Regions from separate parts of the Zea mays genome. Here region 1 is linked to region 2. Evidence: chromatin contacts called from public Hi-C data. All regions are on one chromosome and are shown on one strand. The core of a region is the stretch at or near the end of the contact, and the rest is flanking DNA. Distances in the headings are between cores, read along the strand shown.

Region 1 (7,123 bases), core at 4,290-6,789, 670 kb before region 2:
AAGATTGATAATTGAATCATGACAAATATTTGATTTTTCAACCTTAGCACTCAAATTAACATTCTTAGTTCTAAGGTTGGAAATGGTGTCATGGCAAATGCTAAGCTCTTTAGTCAAATTTTCATTTTTTCTCCATTTCCTGAGCATAAGCATTCTTCACCTTAACATGCTTCTTATTTTCCTTAATAAGGAATTCCTCTTGGCTATCCAAGAGTTCATCCTTCTCATGAATAGCTCCTATCAATTTATTTAATTTTTCTTTTTGTTGCATGTTAAGGTTGGCAAAAAGACTAAGCAAGTTATCTTCATCATCACTAGAGCTACCCTCATCACTAGATGTAGTATACTTGGGGTGGTTCTAGCTTGTACCTTGTTTTTCTTGTCGTCCTTTGCCATGAGGCACTTGTGGACGACGTTGGGGAAGAGGAGGCCCTTGTTGACGGCAATGTTGGCGGCATCCTCGTCGGAGGAGGAGTCGGTGGAGCTCTCATCGGAGTCCCATTCCTGACACACATGGGCATCGCCGCCCTTCTTCTTGTAGTAATTCTTCTTTTCCTTTTTCCTCCCCTTCTTGTCGTTGTCCCTGTCACTATCACTAGATATAGGGCTTTTAGCGATAAAATGATCGGGCTTACCACACTTATAGCACACCTTCTTGGAGCGGGGTTTGTAGTCCTTCCCCCTTCTTTGCTTGAGGATTTGACGGAAGCTCTTGATGATGAGCGACATCTCCTCATTGTCGAGCTTGGAGGTGTCGATGGGGAGCCTACTTGATGTAGACTCTTCTTTCTTTTCCTCCGTCGCTTTGAATGCGACGGGTTGCACCTCGGGTGTGGAGGTGCCGCCTTGCTCGGCGATTTGTTTGGAGCCTTTGATCATCAACTCAAAGCTCACAAACTTTCCTATCACTTCCTCGGGAGACATTAGATTATATCTAGGATCACCACGTATTAATTGAACTTGTGTAGGATTACGAAAAACGAGTGATCTTAGAATAACCTTGACCATTTCATGGTCATCCCATTTTGTGCTCCCGAGGTTGCGCACTTGAATATATCACCAAGGTCTTAAGTCGGTTGTACATGGCTTGTGGCTCCTCTCCTTGGATGAGGACGAATCGACTGAGCTCCCCCTCGATCGTCTCCTGCTTGGTGATCTTGGTCACCTCATCCCCTTCGTGCACGGTCTTTAGTACATCACAAATCTCTTTGGCACTTTTTAGCCCTTGCACCTTATTATACTTCTCTCGACACAAGGAGGCGAGGAGTATAGTAGTTGCTTGGGAGTCAAAGTGCCGGATTTGGGTGACCTCGTCCGAATCATATCCTTCATCCCCTACGGATGGTACTTGCGCTCCAAACTCAACAATATTCCATATGCTTGCATGGAGTGAGGTTAGATGATGCCTCATTTTATCACTCCACATACAATAATCTTCACCATCAAAAACCGATGGTTTGCCTAATGGGACGGAAAGTAAAGGAGTGTGTTTAGAGATGCGAGGATAGCGTAAGGGGATCTTACTAAACTTCTTGCACTCATGGCGCTTAGAAGTGACGGACGACGCGTCGGAGCCAGATGTGGAGGGTGACGAAGAATCGGTCTCGTAGTAGACCACTTTCTTCATTTTTCTTCTTTTTGTCGCCACTCAAGTGTGACTTGACGCGGGGACGTGATTCCTCCCTTCCTTTGGCGCCGGACTCCCTTGATGGAGCCTCCCCGTTGCTTGTGGTCGTTTCCATCTCCCTCTTGGCGTGATCTCCCGACATCACTTCGAGTTGTTAAACTCTAATGAAGCACCAGGCTCTGATACCAATTGAAAGTCGCCTAGAGGGTGTGGATAAGCGGAATCTGAAATTTACAAACTTAAGCACACACTACAAGTCGGGGTTAGCGTTAGAATTAAATCCGAGTCCGAAAGAGAGGGAAAACAAATCAACCAAGAAATAAAGAGGATGAACACGGTGATTTGTTTTACCGAGGTTTGGTTCCAAAGAACCTAGTCCCCGTTGAGGTGGTCACAAAGACCGGGTCTCTTTCAACCCTTTCCCTCTCTCAAACGGTCACTTAGACCGAGTGAGCTTTCTCCTTAATCAAACGGGCCACTTAGACCCCGCAAGGACCACCACACACTTGGTATCTCTTGCTTTGATTACATGTCACTTGAGAATAAGAATGGGATAAGAAGAAAGCACGATTGCAAAAGTCAAGCAACAAGAGCGACAAATAATACACAGATCACACACTCTCTCTCAAGTCATTAATCACTAATGATCACTTGTCTTAATTGTGGAACTTGGAGAGATTGGAAGCTTTGATTGTGTCTTTGAATGGATTGCTAGCTCTTGTATTGAATGTGAAGGATTGGAGTGCTTGGGTAAAGTGAATGGAGGTGGTTGTGGTTGTATTTATAGCCGCCAACCACTTCCTAGCCGTTGCTCACTTTCTGCCAACCATGGACGGTCCGCGCCCCTAGTTCGGACGGTCCGCCCCTGCACATCAACGGCTAAAATCGCAACGGTCAGCAGTAACGGCTATATCAATGGCTATAAAGCATTTAATGCATCGTCCTAAAGAACCTAGTCCCCGTTGAGGTGGTCACAAAGATCGGGTCTCTTTCAACCCTTTCCCTCTCTCAAACGGTCACCTAGACCGAGTGAGGCTTCTTCCTTAATCTCACGGGTCACTTAGATCCCGCAAGGATCACCACACAATTGGTGTCTCTTGCCTCTCTTACAAAGCACTTGAGAGTAAGAAGTGAGAAAGAAAAGAAAGCCAAGCCAAGCAAACAAGAGCAACAAAGAAACACAAATGATCCTCTCACAAGTTCTAATGCACTAGATTTGAATCGGGAACTTTGATTGGATTGATCACTTGAATTGTGTCTTTGGAGTGTTGCACTTTGATCTTGTATTGAATGGAGAGTGTTGAATGCTTGGATGGTTGGGGGTATTTATAGCCCTCAACCACTAAAACAACTGTTGGGGTGGCTGCTGTCGATGGGCGCACCGGACAGTCCGGTGCGCCAGCCACGTCACCCAACCGTTAGGGTTCTGACGGAGTCGACCGTTGGAGCACTGACTTCTGGTGGCACCGGACAGTCCGGTGCCGCACCGGACAGGCACTGTTCACTGTCCGGTGCGCCTCTGGCCTCTGCTCTGACTTCTGCCACAAACTGTAGCGCTGTCAGGGGCACTGTGCAGTCGACCGTTGCGCTGATAGCCATTGCTCCGCTGGTGCACCGGATAGTCCGGTGGCACACCGGACAGTATGGTGAATTATAGCGGAGCGACGCCTGAGAAACCCAAAGGTGAAGGTTCAGAGTCGTACGACCCTGGTGCACTGGACACTGTCCGGTGGCACACCGAACAGTCCGGTGCGCCAGACCAGGGTACTCTTCGGTTTCTTTTGCTCCTTTCTTTTGAACCCTAACTTTGATCTTTTATTGGATTGTGTTGGACCTTTATGCACCTGTAGAATATATAATCTAGATCAAACTAGTTAGTCCAATTATTTGTGTTGGCAATTCAACCACCAAAATTATTTATAGGAAAAGGTTAATCCCTATTTCCCTTTCACATGCCAAACTATTTTCATGCTTAAGAGTGTAACCTTTGAAGCCCACTATGAAACAAATCAACACCACCATAGAAATATTGTATCCTCATCTATGAGGCCCAATATGTGACTGGCTAGATAATGTGCCATGAGATGAGAATGCACTCTTTCCCTTATTTATTAGACATGTGTGTGGTTGAACCACTTTCGTTATCCTCCATTTTCCATCAATGGACTTCTTATGATCTCAAACCCTCCAAAGACAACCTTTCTTGCATACCATGTAGTAACTCCTATTTTGATTTGAATGTGTACTGGTCTATGGTGATGCACCATATAGTCCTGAAGAAAGGGCTTGAACATAGACAATGTATTGAATACCATGCTACTAATTGTCCCATCCCAAGGGTCGTATGATTATTTCTTACATAATTGTAGACTGGTGTCGTGAATGACCTTACCTGTCATTCGAATGTCCCTGTAGTGTGGAATGCCACAAAAATCAATGTTTATTGAGTTTAATTGTCACATATTAGTAGCTATGCAAGGCTTAGGTGAATGTACTGTTGTGCTTCGCCTAACCTCTCACATGAAGTGTACTCACTAACCATGAGTATGAATGGACATATCTATGACCACTCTATCATCCATCGATCCTAAGTAACAGTTGAGTCCCTCTGTTGAGGTACATTCTTCGTAATTGTAATCCTTTTCTTCAGAATCATATGAATTGTTGTTATCATCATCAACAATCTTTTCCTCCCACCTGTATTGCCCATATGAACCAATGTCAAAAGCTATTGTTGAGAAGCTTCCTGAACAATGAATTGATTCACCAACTTTCATTAGAGAAACCTTAAGTGGCTCCTAGGTTGTCTGGTGTTGCATCTTCATTGGTTCTATATTGTTGTTCATCGACTATAAGACCATCAAAGGACCTTCTATATCCATTCTCCACCAAAACCTTAGGCAATGTCATATTGGACCCTTGCACTACCATTCTATAACATGAACAATGACCCTCATTACACAAGGGCATGAATACGTAATGTGCCCTGCTCTGTCCACTATCAAACCTCTCCTTTAATGTGAAATCGTCATCATCGAAGTTTTTCTTTGTCCGTAGAAAAAGAACACAAAAGCTAGGTGGAATATCAAACATTTTCAGATTATCTTCTATATTCTCAAACAACCCACCTTCTTTTCTGACAATTAAGTCTTCAATCCATCTGCAAAACTATTTCAGCAAACTACATTAAGTCTTCAAAATCGATCTAATGGATTTACTAATCCAACTAAGTGCTTGTTCGGTTAGCTCTCAATCCACATGGATTGATTGGGATTGGGTGGATTTAAATCTCAAATAAGTCAATCTCCTTCTTAATTTTTTTTCAATCTCAGGAGTAACGGGATTAACCGAACAAGACCTAACTAGTTTGCCACGTCACATCACATGTAGGAGTACGGTGTATGGATAGCGGTGTTGCCCTCCGTGGACTGCCCAAGCCCACCAGAGGAGACGGGGGCTAGTCAACGAGTGGTACGTACGCGCACGGGGGACGGCGCAATTTCCACGGGGAAGGCGAAAGCAAGACCGTGTAAAAAGCACACGACGCCGCCGCGTTCCCGGCAACGGCGGCGGGAGACCCAGACCCAGTCGGTTGAACAGGCCAGTGAGTCCAGCTGGTGGTGCGGTGCCTGCTGGTCGGATCGGGCCCAATCATTAACAATTTTTCTCCCCGCACCGCACGCCACGCCACGCCATAATTAAACGCGTGCAAGTTGTGCAGCGTCCACCCACCGTCGATCCCTGTCGCCGCACGGATCTCCACGCGCGCGCCGGCTTCCTCCTCCGGTCCTCCCGTTCCTCGCACCCTCCTGCCGGCCCTGCACTGCACACCTCCCTCCTCCATCCGATCCATTCCCTATAAAACCTCGGCAGCCACAGCAACATGCCACCACCATCGCTCCAGCCTCCTCTAGAGCCTTCGCGTCTCGGCGGCAGTCATCGGATCGGAACCTGCACAAGTAGAAGTGCGCAACAAGCCTTGCCACTAACATGCCTTCAGTCGAGGTCGAGGTCCAGGTGGGCGGCGCCGGCGGGTGGAGGCCGAAGCAGCAGCAGAAGCACCGCCACCACCACCATCCCCTTGAGATCCGTCAGGTGTGGGCGGACAACGTGGACCGCGAATTCAAGCTCATCCGCGCCGCCATCGAGCGGTTCCCCTACGTGTCCATGGACACGGAGTTCCCGGGCGTCATCCACCACCCTCCCCCGGCCGTCCACCACTCCACGCTCACCGCGCCGCAGCGCTACGCCCTGCTCAAGTCCAACGTCGACGCGCTGCACCTCATCCAGGTCGGCCTGGCCCTGGCGCCGTCCCCTGGCTCCCCGCCCGCGCTCGCCTTCCAGATCAACCTCCGCGGCTTCGACCCGCGCGTGCACCGCCACGCGCCGGACTCGGTCCGCCTGCTCGCCGCCAGCGGCCTCGACCTCGCCGCCCACCGCGCCAGGGGCGTCCCCGCGCGCGCCTTCGCCGCGCTGCTCGCCTCGTCGGGCCTCATCTGCAACCCGGCCGTCGCGTGGGTCACCTTCAGCTCCGCCTATGACTTCGCCTACCTCGTCAAGCTGCTCATGGGACGGAAGCTGCCAAGGGCGCTCCCGGACTTCCTGCGCTACGTCCGCGTCTACTTCGGCGCCGCCGTCTACGACGTCAAGCACATGGCCAGGGTCGCATGCGCCTCCCACGGCGAGGTCGCGCTGCTGGGCGGCCTCGAGCGCGTCGCCGCCGCGCTCCGGGTGCGCCGCGCAGCGGGCCAAGGACACCAGGCAGCGTCCGACAGCGTGCTCACCTGGGACACCTTCCGGGAGATGGCTAGGATCTACTTCCCCAAGGAAGGCAGCTTGGAGCCGTGCGCCGGCGTGCTCTACGGCCTCGAGCTCCCAAACTGAATTCTTCTTGTTCGTGTACAGTACACAGCCTCCCAAACAGAGAAATAACGATTCTTTGATTACTTAAATTCTTAATTTGCTCTTCTGTTTCTGTTACGGGATGATGATTGTTCAGCAGTCAGCACCAGCAGCAGCCGCTATCGCCGCCGCCGCCAGTTTGTTCCGAGCAGCCTACAGTTTTGACTAACAGTATAGGGTATGTTGTGAAGAAGTGACCACGGGCGTGCCATGTTAGTTAGTTGCAGGCCTGTACAGATGATGAATGTTCTTCTACATCAACACTAGCAGCCTGCACTGCAATCGAGTACAACGGTTGATCAGCAAAGAGAAAGGAAAATAGAAAATAAAGAGCAGTGTCATAGAATACCTACTTGAGGCACTCGTCGATGATACCACACTTGGGAGCTAGGATGGTGGAAAAACAATGAGCCTGACAAAAATAAGACAGTGACTTTCAGATATCTAACGGTGTATAAAATAAAATAAAAGATAGCAAAATAATGGTGGCCTGCTAGTAAATACTGACCATCACAACCCTCTGTTGCTCTCCTAATGAGACAGAACAACTTCCCGGTTTGCTGTAGAATCCCACCATTCTCTGGAATGACACTA
Region 2 (6,464 bases), core at 2,922-5,421:
TTTCAGGCACCTGTTGAACGGTGTGAGTAAAAATATCCAATAGAAAAGCGGCGGCTGAAGATTGAAGCCTGGGAGAGAGAGACGCGTGGGAGGATGACGATCTCGATTCTGGAATTTGAGCCACGCAGCAGTAGTGCTGGCGATGGGGATAGAGGTGAGGGTCACACGTTGGTTTAATCAACAATTGGATTTATCTTCTCCATTATTTTTTACAATAAACATCTTTACAAATCTGGTTCATATGGTTTTGGAATTAGGGTGTCGACACAATGAGAATGGACTAAACTAAAATATTATTGGATTATAATTTTGGATCTAGTATTATCTACAATAAAATCAAACGTTCATCTCTCTGTCTCAGATAATATCGTGTTCGAATAAGATGCAAACAGACTGAGCCAAATGAGATTGAGACCGATATTTTAAACTATATTTCATACGACTTAAAATCAGATAACTTCATCTGCAACTCGACACCTAATCCTTCCGTCGAGGATAATTTGCTGGAAACCAACCATGATTTCAGACACTATGTCTCGCTTGACGAGAAGGGACTAAATTACTTTATATCTAAAAACTTTAGTCGTCGAGTTCTGTTTAGTTTGTTCGGGATAAAAATCATCAGTGTGGGTCGGGCTTCCGAATTCGTATTCTCTTAATCTATAAATTTTAAACAGGCACAAGACTCGACATATCGCGAAATAAATAAGCGAGATCAATGCGACATCGAAAGTGTGATTCTTTCGGTAGCGACGTCACGCATCGTTCACGGGGCAAGAGACTGGGCGCTGTCCAGACGTCGGTTAGCACCCGCCACATGCGTCACGATGTCAGGCCACAGAGAGACACGTGCAACGCAAGCGTGAAAGAATTTCAAATGAAGTTTAAGAAGCTACATTTGATTTCAAAAATTATAGTTTAGGCAAGACGTCGAGGGCTCAACCCAAACGATACTGGATTCGATGTTCCGAAGATTACTAAAGGCTGAATTTTAAAAGAAATAGATTTGGAAAAATTTAGACAGACGGAGGCAGACACGATATCAAAATCGTGATAAACGAGGTTGATTAAAAATTAGTGACCTTTACATTCACAGCTATCACATGTTAACGTCCGCACTAGTGGTCGAGCAGATGATAAACGCCTGGGGTGTTACATTCACCCAAAGATTTCTTTTCAAAGATTTGAAATTGGAGAGGCAAGAGATGTATGACTCTTCACAATCTGATTCTAATGTTGTGTTCTTCATCACTGTATGATTTTCACAATCGATATCTTGCAAGTACTCTCTTATTCACCTTAGTCTTGATACATCAGTTCACAAGCCATCCGCTTGACCTTCTCTTTTGCTTAGCCCCTTGAAGTCCTTCCCTTTCCTGTCTTCACATTATCATACTGCCTCTAAGTCACATTACATTGAGCATCCATTGAAAATTCATTTACTCAATATTGTGAACCTTGATTGAATGTTAGCTAGATATGAATGTTAAGATTAGTCAAGCTTCCGTTTGATTCTCATAGAAACATATATGGACCAACATCATTATGGTCAAACCAATTTACGATTCCTTACATCCTATTCATTTTGGCTTGACACTTCCTCTCATTTACTTCAATCTCTATCAACAAAGATCACTCATCCTTGTATTACTTCTATCTGGCTTGACTGGTCACTTGACTAAGTGCAAGTACTTGCTTCTCCATTTAACCAAGCATTTCTTAAGTCATATCTCTTTAGTGTACATCGAATCCTTTAATAACTGATTATCTAATAGATGGTCTTTTGTCTTTTGATCTTCATGAAATATCCCATCTCCATATATCCAAATGACCTTGACTATGGGATATCACCATCATTGCTTAATGTTGATCCTTTATACTTTTCTATCATGAGAAATCCGTGTATATGAGACATTTTCATATTAAACTTTGCCTCTTGACTATTTTGAATCATGATTGCTTCTTTAACTTTCCTGTTCAACACTTAGCAAACTAGACAATTATTTAATTGTGTTGTTATCCAAATCACCAAAACCCACAAGAGGGCTAGATGCACTCTTACTATGCAATGCTCGGTGGAGCCCCATACACTTTGGTGCTATGAAGCAATTGTTCACAAAAGTCCAATGACCATGTAGCTAAAACCTTAGCTAAAATCGTTCCGCTGTATGGTCCTACACATGTCGTCGGACTAGTCCGACACATCCTTGAAACTCACGAGTCTGATCACATAAACCACCAGACCCATTGTATTGTCGAACTACTATGGTCTAATAACCATGTATCATAGATGCCTCAAAAAACCTTTTAACTTGTTCATTTTTGAAACTTTAGAATTAGGTTTTGATCCTTACTAGTTTTGGGCATCTACTAAGCCACCTATAGCAAAAGAGAACTAGTGTGCACCACACTAAACTCATTAGACTTGTATAGATCGAGCTACTGGTTCACAAACCCATTTATAGTATGGTTAAAGAAACAACAAAGTCTTAAACTACTCTAAGTGTCTATCAACACTTAGAACTAGTCTACCATTAACCTTGCCCTTCGTCCTTTCTAAAACCCGCAAACAAATTCCATAAGCAGGGGCATATGAACCATACATTGCCCAAAACACCGTTCATTATTGTGACCTAACTCAAATTTACCTCTAAAAACACAATTAGTCACAATAATGTTATTTATTAATCACCAAAACACTTAAGGCTTATATGCTAGGACGTGGCTAGAAAAAAGTTTAGAAGGGAATGAATTAAATCATTACAAAAATATAATCTCACTAAACCACTCACATTAGACATATATAATAGTTTGAAATAATATTATATTAAAAAAATTGAAGTAGTGTTATATTAAAATGTCGATAAACGATAAAAACCATAAAATACACATGAGACCATACTATGTATGTTTTAAATTTTAGTGAGGGTTGGATCCCCACCCCGTCCCATCATTAGATCCATCATTACCTATATGCTTTCAGATGGGTCTTAGTTGATCGAATCTAAGGTCCGATTAATGTAACTTCTCTCTCACTTGCACTATAAAAAGAGAGGGTAGTGTTAGGGGCCTTATATATTAGGATCTAAGGGATTTAGTTGAATTCACTCCACACGGAGGGTAAGACATGTATGTGGATTACAACCTAAGAGGTTATAATTTCCACCAAAACCAAGAGGTAAAAAAGAAGTTAGAAGGTCATGACGTTGAGTTGTGTTATAAGCTTATAATATTCTTCGTATTGTGGTTTATCAATCGATGGATAACAAAAGAATATATGGTATTACACATCCTGTGGTCCAAATATCCCTAAACTATTCGTGCCTGCCCAGATTCAACACATCGCTCTCCGATGCCCTCACTCTCTTGGAAGCTCTTCTTTTTAAGTACTTTACTTATGCCGTATGTGCCCACAATGATAAAAATCTAGATAATTTCTCTTATTCGTCAAGAAGTGGAAATGTGGAATGCATTATCATCTCATCTGGGTGAAAATTGCTGAATTCAAAACCCCTTGGGAGTTGAGAACATGGATGGTTTCGTTGCTCAATGGGCAACTTTACATGAGCGTGGACTTTGAAAAGTCACGTGAAGCAAGAACTTTCCGTATCTTGGCCCCTAAGCAGGGTTCTGCTCCTAGCTAGCTTTAGGATTAGTTTTCTCAACTACTCATGTCTCTTGACTCTTGCATACATCCTATTTATTTTTCCGAGAAAAAGAAGTTTCCTCAAATTTTATTTCTTGTGTTGATCGTTTCGTAGCAGTAAAACCACTCGCATAAAGTCCTTGGAAAAATAGTAAACGAAACAGCGTAGCGTGGTGGATGGTAAAAGAAAAGTAAAACTTTGCGCCCGCCTATACAAAACCGGGAGCGACGGGACGACCATGTCGGTGAGAAGAGAATATTCCACAGCCAGTCGGTCCAAGCTGGACAGCAGGAGGACAGACAGGCAGCCCGCAGCCGCCGCCGCCGCAGCCCGTTCCGTTCTCCTCGCTCTCTTTTCACTTGCCAACGCCAACGCCAACTGCTTCTTGTGCAATTGGGTGTGCTTGCTACTGCTCGCTCCCCCCGCGGCCGCCCTCGCTTGCTCCGGGCGCCACCGTGGGGTCCTCCCCCCCTGCTCTCCCACACCCACCCTGTCCTTGTCGTCCGCTCTGCGCAACCAAACCGGCGAAACCGCCCCCCTTTCACTCCCCCTCCTCCTCCAGATCCATCCGCCTCTCCTCGAAACCGTCTCTCTGTGCGTCCGGAGTCCGGGGAGAGGGTGGCGGCGGTGGAGATGGAGAGCCTGGCGCAGCGCGCGGCGCTGCTGCGGGAGTCGCTGCAGAAGAGCCAGCAGGTCACCGACGCCGTCGTCTCCATACTCGGCTCCTTCGACAGCCGCCTCACCGCGCTCGACTCCGCCATGCGCCCCATCCAGGTGCGCCTCCTCACCCACTCGTTCGCTCGGCGCCGCCTTCGTCTCTCTTGATCTTACTGCTAGGGCTCCCCGCGTCACTGCCTCTGGATTGGTGCTCTGATGCTGCTGCTGCTTCTGCCGTTGCTTCGTCTGGGCGCAGGTGAGGACGCACGCCGTTCGGACCGCGCACGAGAACATCGACCGCACGCTGCGCTCCGCGGATGTGATCCTCACCCAGTTCGACAGGACCCGAGAGGTGCTTCCTCCTAACTTCACTCCTCCCATGCTCGTCGATTGAGTTTCACGCTATGTGCATCCCCGCGTACTTGCAAGTCGGACCTGCAGTTTAATCTAGCCTACAACAACAGTTGGGAGCGAATTTGGACATTGGTTGTATTATTAGATGCGATGAGAGCCGTAAAAGTTAGTTTATGAACTTGGTCAGTAGCCCCTCCATTGTGAAAGCATATTTGTGTTGAAATGAAACAACAACCAACCAACCTTTGCAAAATTTGACCGACAATCACTACATTAGATACATGTTTATTGCGTGAAAGTTGCAACATATTGGAATTACTTTTAAGATTATGTTCGTTTTTGTAATAATTGACAATGCACCGTAGGAGAAATCTATGGTCAAAATATACTATGGAAGACTTTCTCATCCTACAGTATGACGTAAATTTATGGGCTGAGTGAGTAACACAGATTAAACCATTATTGCATTTATCATAAAAAAATGCTATTAAGCCATCAAATTTGTACCAACTTTGCAAAGCAGTGGTGAGAAGCAATGATCCAACATGCTTGTTCGAGACCCTGTTGATCACCTAAATGGCAATCTAAAAAATTAATGGATGTAGTATTTTATCTATCTATTTATTTATTTATTTTGTGATGGGTTGTTTTGTTTGTGAGCATGTCCTTTACTTCACTTGTTATATGTACAGGCAGAGCGTGAAATACAGAAGGGGCCGCATGAGAACCTTCAAGGTTTCCTAGATGCAGTTGATCGCTTGAGAAGTATTGAGCGTTTCTTTAGTTCAAATCGGAGTTACCGTAGTAGCGATGGGGTGCTCAACCACGTAAACGCGCTCCTTTCTAAGGCCCTTGTCAGGATGGAGGGTGAATTCCAGAATCAATTATCCCAGCGCAGGTTTGTGTCTCATTATTAATTCGTAATTGATCATTTTGCTATCTAAAACACACCTAATCCTTGCGCTGTGCACCCTCCTAACTGATTTCAGCAAACCGATGGAGCCTGATCGTCTTTTTGATTGTCTTCCAAGTACACTTCGACCATCGTCTGAATCTCAGCCCGAAGGTGGGAAAAACCCATCCGAGAATCAGCAAAACCCAGAGGCTGTTGTATATAGTCCTCCTGCTCTTATTGAGCCAAAGTTTGTTCCACTACTCTCTAAATTAGCACAACAGTTGGTTCAAGCTGGATGCCAACAGCAATGCTCAGAAATATATAGGTACAATGATTTACACTGATAGTTTTGCACTTTCTATTGTTATCGGCATGCAAAAAACTTTTCTCGTTTCTGTGTGCCCCTGTTGTGTCTGCTAAGACTCTAAGAGATGCAGTACAGTTGTACCTGATGGAGTGACTTAGTGAAGCATATTCTCTTTTATGTGCAGTGAAGCTCGTTCTTCAGCTTTAGAATCAAGTCTGAAGAACTTGGGCGTTGAAAAACTTAGCAAAGATGAAGTGCAGAAAATGCCGTGGGAAATTTTGGAGTCTAAAATAGGGAATTGGATTCATTTCATGCGAATTGCTGTAAGTAATTTCCCTCCCTCCCTCAGGTCTTCTGTTATGGTATAGCATTGCTCTGGTGACATTTGCCTCTGCTTGAGACAGGTTAAACTTCTTTTTGCTGGGGAGCGCCAACTTTGCGACCAAGTTTTTGAGTGCAGTCAATCGTTGAGGGATAAGTGCTTTGCTGCAATAACAAAGAACAGTTTGGCTACACTACTCAGTTTTGGAGAGGCTATTGCTATGAGTAAACGATCACCAGAGAAACTCTTTGTTCTGTTAGACATGTACGAGATAATGTGCGA

Evidence for each region. Hi-C and Micro-C count contacts between places; a contact is called where the count stands out from the background.
Region 1: a contact with region 2 is called in a Hi-C map of leaf mesophyll, with 4 times the contacts expected there. The contact joins the promoter of LOC100193751 here to the promoter of LOC100501891 in region 2. A contact is called at or near these places in 2 of 25 Hi-C or Micro-C datasets (ear and leaf mesophyll).

What each region holds. Positions count from the first base shown.
Region 1 is chr2:771,136-778,258 of Zm-B73-REFERENCE-NAM-5.0, reverse strand. It overlaps LOC100193751, which reads left to right and starts at 5,539. Exons shown (of 1, transcript NM_001399094.1): 1 at 5,539-6,579. The coding sequence starts at 5,618. The coding sequence ends at 6,511. It overlaps LOC100501345 (pentatricopeptide repeat-containing protein At3g51320), which reads right to left. Exons shown (of 5, transcript XM_020547962.3): 3 at 7,038-7,123; 4 at 6,883-6,941; 5 at 6,609-6,800.
Region 2 is chr2:105,142-111,605 of Zm-B73-REFERENCE-NAM-5.0, reverse strand. It overlaps LOC100501891, which reads left to right and starts at 4,171. Exons shown (of 12, transcript NM_001196530.2): 1 at 4,171-4,421; 2 at 4,561-4,656; 3 at 5,351-5,556; 4 at 5,648-5,878; 5 at 6,045-6,183; 6 at 6,265-6,464. The coding sequence starts at 4,281.